Regions from separate parts of the Mus musculus genome. Here region 2 is linked to region 1. A link is a contact called in public HiChIP or PLAC-seq data. All regions are on one chromosome and are shown on one strand. The core of a region is the stretch at or near the end of the contact, and the rest is flanking DNA. Distances in the headings are between cores, read along the strand shown. Region 1 has its middle 22 kb from the start of 4930519D14Rik. Region 2 overlaps Irf4 (interferon regulatory factor 4).

Region 1 (7,931 bases), core at 2,384-4,883:
GATTTCGTCCAAATCTACTCTTCACAGGCAAGACAGCTGTGGCCTCCCACAGCAAGGACCCCACCTGGCTCCTTGGTCTTGCGTCCCCCATGGAGGGGGAGGACAGGTGTTTCCTGTTTAAAAAAATGATTAGAGAGGAGGGTGGGAGAGACAGAGAAGAGGGGAGTACCTACCAAAACGGAAGAGGAACAGTGACCATACATAGCAACCCTGACCCTTAGTGAGCCACAGCAGAGTTAGCCACGTGACTCAGGGGTATAATGGGAAAGACAGAAGTGCTTTTTACAACTTCACAAAGTTACGAGTGTCTTTCCTCGGCTTAAAAAGGAACAGGAGGGGCAGGAAGATTACAGGTCCCATAGGATGTTGTTATAAGGCCAAACCACTATAGAGGGAGGAAGTGGAAGGTGGACTTGATCAAAACATATCATATGCACTATGACTTTCTCCATCCATAAAAAAGTTCAAAAGAAAAGAAGAAAGAAACTAAAGGCAGAAGGATTTCACTTAAATAAGTTGGAACTCTCAGAGAGGGTACTGGTGTGTGTGTGGGGGGGGGGGGATAGGCACAGAGCTCAACAGGCAGAATGCCTGACTCAAACTCACAGGCCATAGATTCAATCACCAGCAGTGTGTAAAGCCAGGCATGGTGGAACACACCTGTAACCCCAGGATTCAGAGGTGGAGGTGGGAAGATCGAGGGCTCAAGTCTTTCTCAGCTACAGTCTACCAGTGAGTACAAGACCAAGACTTCTACACGGGACCTTGTCTCAAAAGAAAACAACATACCAAGATTCTTTCAACATTTTCATTGTGCTGTGTGTTAAATTCTAGGGTTTCCGTAAGGAACTCTGAATAAAGCTAAGCTCACATTCACATTCAGGAGAGCGGTGGTGACCAGGGAAATATATATATATATATATATAATCTATGCATATTTGCTGTCCACACTTCCATGCAAAGGAGAATGTCAGTAAGCTTGCTACAGTCGCTTGGAAGATACTGAGAACGCTGTTCAAGGGACAATTGCTGTAGGGAAGGCAAGAGTCACAGAGACGATTTATACCAGTGACTTGTTTAGGCTTTGTAGCAGCGTCTCTCCCACCTGACTATGTGAGTGATTCTGCCTGTCTCCTTCGAGCTGGGATTATAGGCATGAGCTAACACTTGACATTTGACACTTTCATTCTGAAGCAGGAAAGATACCACAACCACAAATTAACTACTCTCTTTGTGGCAGAAAAAAGAAGCATTGAACTATTTCTGCTCTGTTTTATCCAAGTAGCCAAAAGGCAGTAGCAAAAATATTGTTTGTTTGCCTTCTTGGTTTGTTGAAGCCAAAGACTGGCTTAGAGCTTGCATCCCTCGTGTCTTCATTGCTAGGATTCTAGGAGTGTATCACAATGTCTGGATTTGGCAAAAACTGTTTAGATTTATATATCTTATTATTTGATGGGTATGAGTGTTTTGTCTGAATATATATATGTATGCCCACCATGTAACTGTTGGTGCCTGCAGAGGTCAGGAGAAGCCTCCAGACCTCCTTGGACTAGAAGTAAAGATGGTTGTAAGCTGCCATGTGGATGCTGGGAATCAAACCCAGGTCATCTGGAAGATCAAGTGCTCTTTACTGTTGAGCCAACTACCAGCCCCAGACTTAAACTTTTATGATGATAAGCTGCACTCAATATAAGATGTGCCCTCACAAACATTGGTGAGAGGAAAGGTTAGCAGCATTAGGCACATTCACAGAGCTGTGCTGGTATGGTCACCATCGTCGGGTGCCAGACTGTCCCACTTTCTTGAACTGAAATCCTAGACCCACAAACACAAACCCCTCCTTCTCTCCATATTCCAGTCCCAGGAAACCACTACTTTATTTTCCAACTCTACTAATTTTCTTACTCTAGTTTACAAGTTTAAACTTGTAAGGAACTTTATTTGTTTAGAAAGTTCTTTCCAAGATCCATTCATATTGTAGCATGTATCTGAATTCCTTTGGAGGACTGAATAAAATCCCTCTCTATGGCTAGATCGTGTTTTGTTTATTTATTGGTTGATGGCTATAAGGTTTATTAAATGATTTTTAGTAAACATTGGCCTCTGAGTATCCAGCTCACTATTTTCAGTTCTTTGTGATCTATGTCAAGGAACTGAGTTGCCAGATTGTGGTATAATTGTACGTATAACTGTGTAGAAACATTACACTGCTTTCCACAACGGTTGTAGCATCTTAAATTCTCATTAGCAATGTACAAGGATCCCGGATTATCTCTGTCCTCACCAACACTCGTTTATTATGGCTTTAATTAGCATTTTCCTAGTGATTAGTAGTGTTAACGATTCATGACTTTATTCCTCATTTGTATATCTTCCTTTATTGGGCTTTCTGTCTTTGTCTTTTTGACAAAAACAAATAGTTGAGTTCTGGAAGTTTTTTAATTGATTCTGAATATTAATCTTATTAGACACAGATATAATTTATAAATATTCATATTTTATAGGTGTCTTTCACTTTCTTGATAATATCTTTTAAGTACAAAACTTTTGATAAAATATATAATATACCATACTTTTTTCTTTTGTTGCTTGGTTCTGTGAGAAACTATTATCAAATTCCAAGAAATATCAATTTATTCCTATTTGGGTCCTGAATTTTTTTTCAAGACTTATTTTTATTTTCTTCAATATTTTAAGCATGCATTTCTCTCTATTTTATGTGTATGAGTGGTCTGCCCACACATATGTGTGTGCGCTATGTTTCTGGTACCCAGGAAAGCCAGAGAGAGAGAGGATCAGGCGCCTTGGAACTGGAGTTATAGACAATGTGAGGTGCCAACTGGTATTGGGAATTGAACCCGAGTCCTCTGCAAGAGCAAGTAGTCTTAATCCCTGAACAGTCTCTCCAGCTCGATGTTCTCCTTCCCACTTCCTCCTTCAAAGGTTTAGGTTCACAGAAAAATTTAGAGGAAGGTAAAAAATTTCCCACATATGCCTGGCATCCTCCATTATCAAAATCCTCCCTAGGGTTATGCAAACATCTTATGAACTCACCCTGGACACCATAATTACCCAAATTCCATAATGTACCTCGGAGATTACCTTTGGTGTTGTAATTTCTACAGATATCTATCATTTCATCATTCTATTTTAAATCCATAAAAAGCGCCAGTGACTTCCAAGAGTCTAGTGGGCGGGGTTCTCCGTTCATTCACCCGCTGCAAGGACAGTTTCGAATGCATGCAAGTCAGGATCTAATTTTTTTATTTGCTGCAGCTGTTTTAATATCATTTGTGAGACAAACTATTTTTCTCTTGTTGAATGAAACTGGCACCTATATCAAAAGCAATTGGCCATAGATGGTGGATTTAATCTGGGAGCATATTGATCCTTTTCTGTCTCTGTTCTCTCCACACTTTTATCCCTGTGTCAAGTTTTACCAGTGTCAAGTTTTACCACCTTGTTTTGTGTATCGCACCCTCAATGGGTGTTAGAAGTATGGATCCTCTGTTATAGTTTAAATGGGAGATGTCCCTCATGGGCCCCTGTGTCTGAGGACTTAATACCCAGGTGGCAGTGCTGTTCTAGAAGGCATGGAACCTGTGAAAGGACACGTGGCTGTTACTGTCAGAGGTGGGTCACCCCCATAGGCCTTTGAAGGTGATACCCACTTCTGCTTCCTGCCTACGCTCTCTGTGTCTTAGTCCTTGACAGATTTAAAGTTCCTCAAAGAGATAAAACAAATGGTTCGTCCTTAGAGTTGAGATAGGTTTTTCTCTTTCAAGGTTATTTTGGCCACTGTGGGCCAGTTGAAATTTTACTATCAGCTTTCCCATGTCCTCAGTAGAGGCTGTTGGAATACTGAAAGTAATGGCATGAATTTGGGTAGGTACCCACCTCAGCAATATTACAATTTCTATTCCACGAGCACAAGATGTCTTTGTATTTTTTTCCTTTCTTTTTTTTTTTTTCCAAAAATGTTTGTGTTTTCAAATACATCTTTTATGTCTTTGGTTAAATTTTTGTTGTTATTGTTTTTATTTTTTGTTTTGTTTTTCAAGACAGGGATTTCTGTGTAGTTTTGGCTGTCCTGGAACTTGGTCTGTAGACCAGGCTAGCCTCAAACTCACAGAGATCCACATGCTTCTGCCTCCTGAGTGCTGGGATTAAAGGTGTGCACCACCAACACTCTTTCTTTAAATTTGTTGGAAGGTAATTACATTTTAAAGATATGTTTGTAAACTGAATTGCTTTTTAAAATGTGGGTTTTTTGATTGTTCTTTGCTGGTATGTAGAAACATACCTAATCTTTGTGTGTTGATCTTATAAGCTATGATTATTCCTCCACTGAGGACATGAGAAAGCTGATACTGAAAATTATAGACAATTTCAAGTGGCCCACAGTAGCCAAATTAATCTTGAGAAATTGTGGTCTAGTAGATTCTTTAGAACCTTGACTGTTGTGTCTCCTGCCACTGCAGATAGCTAGCTTCTTCCTTTTCAATTTGATTTCCTTCTTCTCCTTATCTGATTTTTCTTACTAGAATCTTTGATACTGAATCAGAGGTGAGAGCAGACAACCTTGTCTTGAAGGGAGACTAGGAAATCTAAAAGGGAAAGGTTTTCAGTCTTTCACTATTGAACCTGATGTCATCTGTATGTTCCACAAATGGCTGGTAACACATCTAAGAAGATGTATAAAAACTCCAGCTTTGTGAATCATTTTTAAGCTTGAAGCCATACTGAATTTTATCAAATGCCTTTTGCATCAAATGAGATGATCACGTGTTTCCATTCATTTGTCCTGTTAATTTTAGATTGTTTGGTGGGCATACAAAGTGATGGTCTAATTGTGACATTTTCATATGTACATCTCACTAAGCTGTTCCTATCCTCCCACACATCTCTTCCCCTCCACCACCCCCTTGATGCCCTACTAACTTAATAGATCTAATATAGTGATTATTTTCAATATTTCTTTTAACCACCTTTGTTCGTGGTGGGTAATTCTCACTGACTCAGTGTGTAATGTCATATATCATATGATTTAATTTGCTAATGTTAGGTTGAGATTGTTGCATTTGCATTTTTGAAAGATATTTGTCTATAATTATCTTGTGGTTTTTTTTTTTTTTAGCCTTGCTCTTCATGTGATGGTGGATTTTTACAAGTTAAGATGGTTTTCCTCCTCCTCTACCTCCTCCTCCTCTTCTTCCTCCTCCTCCCTTCCTCCTTGTTTTACAAGAGTTTGTAAAGAACTGTTATTGATTATTCTTAAACATGGAATAGAATTCACCACTGAAGCTGTATGGCCCTGGATTCTTTATTGAGAGGTATTCACCCTTGATTCAATCTTTGGTGACAAATCTGTAGAGGTTTTCTATTTCTTTGTATGTCAGTTTGGATAATTTATGTTTCTAGGAATGTGTACAGTTCATTTAACTAACTTATCTGATTTGTTGGTACATACTGTTCCTAGTAGTCATGTCTAACATTTCATTTCTGTAAAGCTAGTACTAATTTCTCTACTCCTGTTTCTGACTTCACTCTTTTGCATCTCCTGTTTTCCCGCTTTCTGTCTCAGTAGACCTGTTGAAAAGTCGGCTACCTATATTGTTGACTGACTCTATTTTTTGCTCTAGGTTTCCCTTATCTCCAGTCTGATATTTGCTATTTCCTTCCTCCTTCAGGTTTTGTAGATGAAAGTTGGTGTTTTCTTCTCCTGGTGTGTGGTATATATCCTCAAGGTGTAAAGGTGCTTTGTCCACTCACGTTTGTCTAGGTTTAATAGGCGGGCACTTGGATTATACAGTTGCCTGTCAGCTTTGCCTTTGATGGGTTCTTAAATTTAGTATGCTGTTTCTGCTTTCAACCATTTCTGAGTATTTCCCCATTTCCCTTCTGATCTCTTCTTTGACTCTGTTGTACTTTGAAAACAGGTGGTTCATTTTCACACACTTGTGATTTTTCCATTATTCTACCATGCTCTGGGTTTCTAGCCATGGTTTCATTCCACTGTGGTTGGAGTAGACACGATCTATCTTGGAGAATGTTCCATGTGTGTGTGAGAAGAAAGCATATTGTGTATTTCTTAGGTGATCTGCGTGATTGTTGGATTTAGTCAGCTCATCCTGTTATTTAAGCTCTCTGCTAAGCCACCTTCTGTCTGATTGTTGCATCTATTATTTAAAAGGGATATTGAAGTCTCCAAGTCTTGACTATTTTTTCCTTCATTATATTACTTTACTGATGGGTGTCAGTCTGGTGCTGCTATGTATTCAAATGCTAAATGCTGGCCCCAAAGATCTGTTTGCCCCCATGAGCAGATCCTCATGTACACCAAGTGATGCTATATAAACCTTGCTCTCCAATGTAAAGTTATAGGTTAAATAAAACAAAAGTGGCTACAGCCAATTATTTGGGAGAATAGAAGTAGGTGGGGTTTCTGTTACTGAGCTGGGTGTCTCAGGTAGGAACCACAAGAAGGAGAAGGAGATGAAGGAGAAAGGAGATGGGAGAGCAGAAGGCTTCCATTATATGTGATGGACCAGGAACATGTGGTCAGAAGAAATGAACGCAGAGGACAGGCTGATGGAGTGGAGCCCCAGAAAGACTCAAACAGCAAATAACGAGGGACGTATACCTGGGATGGAAGTTACAATAACTCATGACTTGCCCAATCTAGGCTTATAGCTTGTAAAGAAGACCTGGATTTTGTGTCTTTTATACAGACGCGGATGAGCTAGAATATATAAATCCCTTTTACAGATGAAAATTAACGTGGGAAGCATATAACCGAAACCTTTTATTTCATATTCGGCTATTAGACTGAGCCCTGGGTAAAAGATGGTTTCTAGCCAAAGAACAGATAAGAAAAGCCACATACATTTCAGAGGCACTCTGTTAAGAGAAGCCTTTGCTTTTCAGCAAAGCCAGCAGGGGATAGCAAGCTGATTCTGCACTAGGGTCACTTTTGGACTGTAGTTTCTCAATGCACTGCCCAGAGCTATGGCCCAAGGACACATCTGTCACCTGCCAAGGAAAAAGCACTCCCTGGCTAGAAGTTAGCTGGTGCAAATCAAAGAGCAAAGGGAGGTTCCAACTAAGGAGCTGGAGTTAACCACCATGAACACATGTTGGTCTGAGGAGTATATAGCCACACAAAAGGATAACAAGAACCTGTTCCCAATGCTACACTGCGACTGAAAAAACCCAAACTTCTAAACTGGGTATAAAATTTCATAGGAAGAAATATATACTTGTCTCTGAAGGAAATGAGTGTTAGAAAAAATATTTTCTATGTTTTCTATGTTAAAAATAAAATTAAAAAGGGGGCAGGGGAGATGGTTTAGCAGTTAAGAGCACTGACAGATCTTCCAGAGGTCCTGAGTTCAATTCCCACAACCACATGGTGGCTCACAACTATCTGTTATGGGATCTGATGCCCTCTTCTGGTGTGTCTGAAGAGAGCAACAATATACTCACAATAAATAAATAAATATATCTTTAAAAGAAAGAAAGAACAAAAGACAGACAGACAGAAAGAAAGAAAGAAAGAAAGAAAGAAAGAAAGAAAGAAAGAAAGAAAGGAAGACACAATGTCAATGGACATATGGATTATATATAATTTTGCTATACTTATCAACATAAAAATAATTATTTTTTCAGTAATGATTACAATTTTATATATCCTTTTAAAGATAGATCAAAATAAGACAGACTTGGAAAAAGGAAAGACTGAGAAATTAGATGCTAATTTGGAGACCATAAAATAGAGATTGGACAATTTTTGAATCAAAATAAGAAACCTTGAGAAGATTCCAATCTGGAACTTACAATAACCAAACAAGTAATTCCAGATTTTTAAAAAGCTACAAAGGCTTAAAGAATTAAAATAGCAGCCCATAAAAATACAATAATATATTGAGCCA
Region 2 (7,931 bases), core at 2,226-4,725, 120 kb after region 1:
CTGGTGTGGGTTGATCTCTTAATTTATCATCATTCTTTTCACTCTAGGCTTTTGTTTTGTTTGTTTTGTCAGAATATATGTAGCTCAGGCTGGCCTAGAACTCCTGCCTCGGGATTTTATCTGTACACCAGCACATCTGGCCAATGAATTAAAATGTGGGCTTTCAGCGGCATGTGCCCCACCCCCAGAGAGGTTTCACTGTGTTGGCTCTCTGCTCTCAGCAAGTTTATCTGCTGACACCTCAGCTCTTTAGGGGTTTCTAGAAAAATCAAGAAGGTTAGAAACACCATCTTAACATTTTTGGTTATGAGATGTGTCACCCTTATAAAATTGTCACACTTGCGAGGCAGGACCAAAGCTGAGAATGTAAGGAGCAGATTCAGCGAGGGGGAAATTCGGAGAAGAATTTGGTCTTATCTCTGGCATACGAAGGCTTCTAATCATATTTTCCAGAACCTGTACTTCTTATGGTATGATTTTTGACTTTGGGTAGTTACGTTAGACCAGGGCTGGCTTATATGAAGTCATTAGTCTTGCCACTGGTGGGTACCACCCAGAGGCCTCCCCTAGAAACGTAGCCGAGGATGCCTTTAAGGAAGCAGGCTGCTCTGCTGACTGCTAATTGTCATTCCCTCACCCCATCATATCCTAAGCTTGCTTTCTTCCCAATGCCCTTCCCAAGCAGCTCACAGCTCTGGCTTTCCTGTGCTTTCCTTTTCTTGAACCGGGACTTGCCTTGCTCCTTCTCATCCATGCACACTGTGATGCTTTAAAATGCGTGCACACTAGGATCTGGCTAAATCCACTAATTAGCATGCATATCACCTTGCCTGTCTATCTTTTTTTAATTTGGTAAGAACATTACTTGAAATCTACTCTCGATATTTTTTTAAGCACATGGTCCATTCATTATTAGTCATGAGGATTGGTCCTTGAGCTTGTGTTCAGCAAACTCCTCATGTCTTAGTGACAGTTTATATTCTTTGACCCACAGCTTCCTAGCCACTTCCCACGTGTGGTGACCGCCATTTGGCGCTACTTTTATGAGCTCAACTATTTTGGAGTTCGCAATGCAATGGAGCGTCACGGTCTTTGTCTTTGTGTGCATGGGTAATTTCACTTGGCATGATGTTCTCCAGGCTCATTTGTGTCATTACTAATGACAGGCCTTCCTTCTTTATAAAGGCTAGGGATATTCCACTGGGGTATCTGTATCGTGTCACTTTCTCTTTATCTGTGTATCACTGTGGGTACTTGGGATGATGCCTTGTCTAAGCAGGTCTGACGGGTAACGCTGAGTGGGGGAGTATAGCTGTCTCTCCAAAACCAATTTGCTCTGCCTTGGTTACGTTAGACCAGGGCTGGCTTCTATGAAGTCATTAGCCTTGGGTCTGCACACAGAAGGGGACTGCTGAGTCCTCAATGTGCTGCTTCCTTCTGTTCATTTACAAAGAAGACGACAAGCCCTAGTGTGCTTGGTACTAGTGGTGTTTCCTCAGCCTTTTGAGCTCCAGTGGCCAATATTTGTTTAGGCTCATCCAAATCCTCTTTCGTTTCCAAAAACAAACATGCTCCTTGCTAAATATCCTCCCCTGAGAGGTGGGACACAGAAAAGAGAATCATCTCAGGCTCCAAGGTGTCTCAGGCTCCAAGGCGTCTCTGGCTCCAAGGACTGATGAAGATCCTTGGAGCTGGGTGTGATCTAAGCCTTGGTCAGACAGCCTTTGCCTCTCTTAGAGTGAGTTCTAGTGTTTGTGGTCCAAGGCAAAGAAAAATAACTTCTGGAGATGGATAGGTACACACATCCTATATCTGCCCTGGGGTCTGGAAGTCCTATGTGCCCTCCAGAAGGCTACCACTCACTCCCTGCTTGATTAAGGTAGCTCAGAATAGTGACAATTGCCAGCGACAGGGCTTTGAGGTACACTAAGTCTTGGTGTGCCAAAGAGGATCCAATTTGGCAGGAAACAAATGCCAAAACAGAGCAGACACCTTGGACTAGAAATTTGCTTCCTAGGACTTATTAGTTATTAATGAGTAAGGGCTATTTCCCTTTGTTCCCTTCTTCTCTAGTGGGGCCTGTTGTTTTTGCTGTCCACAGTCCCCAAGCCCCACAGAGGCTCAGGGAAGATGACATTGCTGCAGAGAGGCCCAACAGCCTCAGAACCTAAGGATGCCCACCCAATGGTCCGGGAAGAGCAGGCTGAGGTGGGCTTTCTCAGAGAGTCGCATCCCTTGCTATTCTGACCTAGCCCCTCGTAGGTGTCTTCCCGGCCACAGTGCTATGCACTTTATACAGTGTGCCTAAACCCCTGGGTTTGATTTAAATTCTGGAAGAAGAAAGAGAAAGAAATGCAGGAAGTCAGTTCTGTGAGCTTCTAGAAGCAGTTCGGTTGCAGAGAGCAGTGGAAATCTTTGATGTCTACCCATTCTGGATTTGCACCCCACTAGGGACAGTCCCCATAGGCACAGTTGAGAATTCATATCTGATCAGGGCAGAGTCTTCATGCCTGCTCTGTGGAGGCAGCTTTTTAATGTCAGTTCTTTGATGCAGACAAGACCTGGGAACCTAGCTCTGGGAGGAGGAATAAAGGTTAATGCCAGTGAGTGGATGTGGCTTTCTGCTTGTGCTGGGGGAGGAAGCCAAGGCCTTGCACATACAAGGCAAGTGCTCTGCTCCAAGTGGCGATGCCCCCAGCCATGGGCAGGTTTCTTTTCAGCAATCTTGTCTGTTTCATGTCTCTCAGGCAGGACTAGCCTCAGCATGACATCCTTGTCAGAGGGGCTTCATTGGTCCCCTTCTCCCTGTATCATCCTGTCCCCAAAGTGAGATTGAAGCCTACTCTGGTTCTCCAGTTTTGGAGTTTTAGACCTAGTGCCAAGTAGGACACAGCTGCCAACAGCTGGTGAGAGAAACAGATGCTCTTGGTGCCCAGACACCACGTGGCCTCCATGGTTAGCTAGTGAGGTTAAAAAAATAACCCTGGGCCATCAGAACATTGTGACTCTTTACATTAAAATGTCTCCTTGGCCTGTGCTGATTGCTTGACTCAGCATGGCTACTTTTCTTTTTCTTCTTTGTCTTCTTCTCTTTGACCTTGTGCATTTCTGTGAGTGTAGTGCTGCAGACCCAAGTTCTTAAGGTTGGGTCATGTTCCTTAAGAGTAATGAAGTAAAACCAGTGCCAAGTCAGGAGATCATATGTGAACTTGACCATGTGATTTTGTGTCTAGGGTCTGCTCTAAGGGCTGGACTTAGGGGAACAGAGCCCGGGCTCTCCCAAAGCAGACTTCCACGTGACTCTGGCTTTCCGTTCACCCGCTTTACCAGGTGTCTGAACAGTTTGGTTTTTTTTTTTCTTTCTTTCTTGTGGGTTTTCAGAGCTGCAAGTGTTTGCTCACCATGGCCGGCCAGCACCGAGATTCCAGGTGACTCTGTGCTTTGGTGAGGAGTTTCCAGACCCTCAGAGACAGAGGAAGCTCATCACAGCTCATGTGAGTACCTGGTTACATCACCCGTAAATCACACACTGTGGAGCTGTCCCTTTTAGAGAAGTGGCAAGTGACGAGTAAATGTCAGCTCACCTGGGAAAATAGATGTAGACCTTAAAATAGTGCAGGAGGAAGCAGGCTCCAGTGAACACCACAGCTCAGGGAGGCACCCGCAACCTACTTCCAGACAAATTCTGTCACCACCGAATCAGCAGGGCAGATGACTTGGACCCAAGGCTCTGTTTGTTCTGTATTCTTTATTGTTTCATACAGACAGTTACCTGCCCTTTTATAGGAATTTTCAATAGTTGGGACCAAGTACTGCCCTTCGACATCTCTGTTTCTTGTGTGGTTTTAAAGATGCTGTCCTTTCGAGTAGAGTAGCACTTTCTCCCTGGGAGGCTGCCTGTTATGTATTATGCTTCATCGTGCCTCCTAACTTCAGATAGTTCCCAGACCCTCGTTTTGTTGCTGGACTTTAGGGAGTTATTTAACAGTTGGACAAGGGAGGTGGAGGAGGCTGAGTCTTCCCAGGAATCAGGTAGGTCGGTCTATCCTCACAGCTAGGGTTTATTCGGATAATGTTCATCACTCACTTAATAATTAAAAGGTAATTCTGAATACATGATGTTTTTTAATTAGAAAATTTTACTTAATTACATATCTTGAAAAGTATGCAGTGTGGAGTAAAGGTTGTGTCCCAGATAGCCACAATATCTCAGTGCAAATGGGATATTAGCTCTGATGATATCTCTTAGTGGAGACTGAAGACTAGGCATACAGCGCAATGGAAGGCATTTGCTAGGCAGTGGTAAAGCCCTGGGTTCTAAACCCCGCCTAGGATGGGGGTTGGGCACTGATGTTGAACATCCAGCCTCCCTTCTCGGTTGCAAAAAGTAAAATCTAAGAAGCAACAAACGGGCTGGAGAGATGGCTCAGTTGTTAAGAGCACAGGCTGTTCTTCCAGAGGTCCTGAGTTTAATTCCTAGAAACCACATGTGCCTTACAACCATCTGCAGTGAGCTCTAATGCCATCTTCTGGTGTGTTTGAAGACTGCTACAGTGAACTCACATACATATAAATCTTAAAAAAATAAAAGGCAATGAAACTATGATCCTGGCCTTGAGCCTTTTCTCAGTTCTAACTGGTGGTTGATATCAAATGAGACTGCAGATGTGTGGATGAATCTAGCATAGATAAGCAGTATTTTTTTTTTTAAGGTAGTGAGTAAATTCTAGCATAGATCTCATTTTAAGGACTTTGGGTGCAGTGGGGCTCCGCAAAAAGGGAGCAACAATAGTCATATAGGCAAAGGGCCTCAAAATGCTGCCCCGTGGTCCACAGATGGAAAACATACATGGTCACCCATGAACTCTGCTGGTCTCCTTATTACAGACTTAATTCATATGGGTGCTTACAGAGGAATCCTACCAGACATCACATATCAAATAACAAAGAGGCTTGATTTATTGATGATTGGTTGTTACAGAGCACACAGCCTGACTTGGTGAGGCTGGCTTTGACTGGGGATGCAATCGATGCTTATAAACAAACTAGGTCCATCAGAGCCAGCGAGCTGCTGTCTTGTGGCTGGCCAGCTCTGTCTTCTACTTGTGGTTCAGAGTTCTGTCTATTTCACAGTCATCTGGTTCTTCAGGATGAGCCCTTCTGTCAGACTCATGAGCCTCACTTACCCAGCATGTTACTTAGCCTTTTAATTTGGTCATCTCATTCAATAATGTCCAGTTAACTCATTCGCTAAATATCAAATCCAAGAGGTGATTGGTTTCAAAATGCCATATTTATCTTCTATTATAGAATCAAGAGTTCTTTTTCCAGGGTTTTTAATTCCAGGTATTATAAGAGCAAATGAAACTGGTTTTTCAAATGGCTCTGAATGTGAACTGCTTCACTGTGTTATGTTATCCTGTGCAGCTTGTAGGTTTTTACTTAGAGTCCTAGGGTCATTTCATGATGTCCCAATTGTATGGTGTTGAGAAGAATATTCTAGTGATGTCTTTTTTTCTTAAATGTCTTATTAAAGGTGGAACCTCTGCTAGCCAGACAACTGTATTACTTTGCTCAACAAAACACTGGACATTTCCTGAGGGGCTACGAGTTACCTGAACACGTTACCACTCCAGATTACCACCGCTCCCTCCGTCATTCTTCCATCCAAGAGTGAGAAGAAATACTCTGACAGGGCAGCCGGCTGCTGCCCTTTCTCTTTGGAAGAGCTAAGAAGTGAGTGGGTTTCCACTTGAAGACAACAACAGGGCTTTGTGAGGAAAAACAGCTGTATCTGCTCAACAGAGGAGCTTCCCCCAGAAGAGTGCCTGTCATCCAGGTCTTGACAAGTGCCAGGACTTGGGTGACTGTGCCCTGGCTTATAACTGTGAAACTTGATCAGTGTTGTGTTTACATGTACTTGAATGCTGGCTTTAGCCTGGTATAGATGGACTTTTGCTTGAAGACTGAAAACCTGTGCCAGCATGAATCCCTGACAAGAGAAGACATACGTATTATTGGTCCATTTCTCAGGGAAGTAAAGTCTAGACTAGAGACTACGCTGTCCACTCACAGAGAAACGCATTCCTGGATAGAGGAGCTGTAGGTTGCCCAGATCATGTCCACTGAGTGAAGGGACTTGGTTCTTAGGTCCAGTCTAGGCTATCATGTCCTGATCCTGCACTCTCTCTGAGTAGACCCTACATCCTGTTTGCTCCCTCTTCTTGCCCTTCCCTAAAAGCCAGCTGGTGGACTCTTGTTGCCACATACTTGAGCCAAAAAACCATCAGGGACATATAAGATGAGACATGTTTGCATCTCCTCTGATCTAACAACGGCTACAAAGTTTTTTGTTGTTGTTGTCTCCCCTTTCTGTTTTGCCTCTCATTCTTTAGAATTGTTGCTTTTTTGTAAAGAAAGGAAGAGAGAGAGACCGAATATACTAGAGATAGATTTTTAAAATTCTGTGCCATTTCCCCTTCTATTTGTTTTGTTGGCCATCAGTGGTCCCCATGGCAACACTGGAAGGGCGGAGCCTTTGAGCAGGTTGGGAACTGTCCCGGACACCAGTGGTTCAGTGTACAGCTGTAGACTCAGTGAGCTGTTTCTGCTTATTTTGTATATTAGATGCTTCCTTGTGCCAATAATAGTTTGACAGAGTCTCAAAGCTACCGGGCTTCTTTTCCAACAACACATTCTTTCACAGAATCCCAAAGAGTCTCACTTGCCTTCACAACCGTCTGATCCTTTATTGTTACTGTTTTGTTTAGGTGGCTTTGCCATGCTCTGGGATTTTTCTCCTACCACAACATCATTCCTGACTCTTTCGGGCTCAGAAAGAGTTAAGCGCTCTTGCACACTTGGCACTTACTTCTTTTTAATTTTTTTTTTAACATGCCACTCTTAATATTTCTTCTTAAGTCTTTCAGCAGCATACATTCAATAAGCAATGGACCATTGGGTGTCTCATTTCATTGTTTTATTTTTAAAAAGGAACCTTTGACAAATAATACACATTACAGAAAATGGAAGCATTTTTCATAGAGAAGGTAAGAACTGAAATGCATTTTATGTTCGAATCCTCCTTGCTAGTATTAGCCCCAAGAGTTCAGTCTGTCCTTTAAGCATGTTTTAGTTTTCAATACATATATATGAAGTTGCCCTTTCTTAGAGAGAGAGAGAGAGATATGTGATGACACTCTTATGTACCCAACTATACAGATTTACCTCATCTTTTGAGTGGCATGTGGACTTCCACTGCTATGTGCCTAGGTGCAGTTTAGACATCTTCTTAGCTACCCATCCCAGCAGCCCACTGAGTCTCGTGAACTAAAGTCACTTATACATCTTATAGATGCAAAACATTCTGGGGTATATTATCCCAAGGGAAGATGAAGGCAAAATCGGGAAGCACTCTTCCTGAGGCCCCAAGCCACAGCTGTCCTCCTGGAGTATCTTAACCATATCTGGCACTTCACCAAGGTCCCTTGCCTGGTCCTGTATGACCATGACTCTTCAGTCCATAAGCAGATGCTTTGTCTCAATTGCCATGTGAAGTCTTTTGGTTTTTGGTTTTTTTCCTTAATGTTAAGCTGTTTTAACAGTGAAGCTGAATTTTCTGGAAAATGCTGTATGGTTCGAGCCCCCAGTTCATGTTTCACTTTACAGCCATGCATGCTGATGCCTTCCATCTTGACAAATGGAATGATGGGTAAACACTCCTGACACAAAGAGGAACACCTTCCTCGTCCCTTGCTGAAACAAAGTGCAATGCACACAGTAGAATTTAGTTTGCTTGCACTGGAAGATGCCGTTGAAGAGGTAGGCTGAGGAACACTGTATCCTAGGGAGAAAATATGCAAGTCTCACGGGTGCTTTCTGTTGGCTTGTTTCTGGTCCTTGAGCAGGCTTAAGTATCTAGTTTCAAACTA

The links. HiChIP or PLAC-seq counts read pairs in DNA pulled down with a chosen protein or histone mark.
Region 2: a CTCF HiChIP or PLAC-seq map of CD8 T cells shows a contact between it and region 1, with 12 times the contacts expected there. The contact joins two enhancer-like sites. A contact is called at or near these places in 2 of 39 promoter capture datasets (the C10 cell line and liver), 3 of 15 datasets of contacts at CTCF or cohesin (CD8 T cells, large pre-B cells and pro-B cells), 4 of 484 Hi-C or Micro-C datasets (B cells, CD8 T cells, Th1 cells and 1 more), 12 of 115 datasets of contacts at active chromatin or transcription factors (the 230-238 cell line, CD8 T cells, the SCID.adh cell line and 7 more) and 2 of 9 other capture datasets (adipose tissue and liver).

What each region holds. Positions count from the first base shown.
Region 1 is chr13:30,633,023-30,640,953 of GRCm38.p6, forward strand. No RefSeq gene overlaps it. Among named protein-coding and RNA genes, the nearest start is that of 4930519D14Rik, 22 kb to the left of the region's middle. Within about 2 kb of position 3,634, at least 10 of the 459 cell types and tissues checked have an H3K27ac peak or open chromatin away from gene starts, as enhancers often do. A contact at or near this core is called in CD8 T cells, where this site is marked.
Region 2 is chr13:30,757,991-30,765,921 of GRCm38.p6, forward strand. Irf4 (interferon regulatory factor 4) reads left to right here. Exons shown (of 9, transcript NM_013674.2): 8 at 3,382-3,494; 9 at 5,537-7,931. The coding sequence ends at 5,677. Among named protein-coding and RNA genes, the nearest start is that of Irf4, 13 kb to the left of the region's middle. Within about 2 kb of position 3,476, at least 58 of the 459 cell types and tissues checked have an H3K27ac peak or open chromatin away from gene starts, as enhancers often do. A contact at or near this core is called in CD8 T cells, where this site is marked.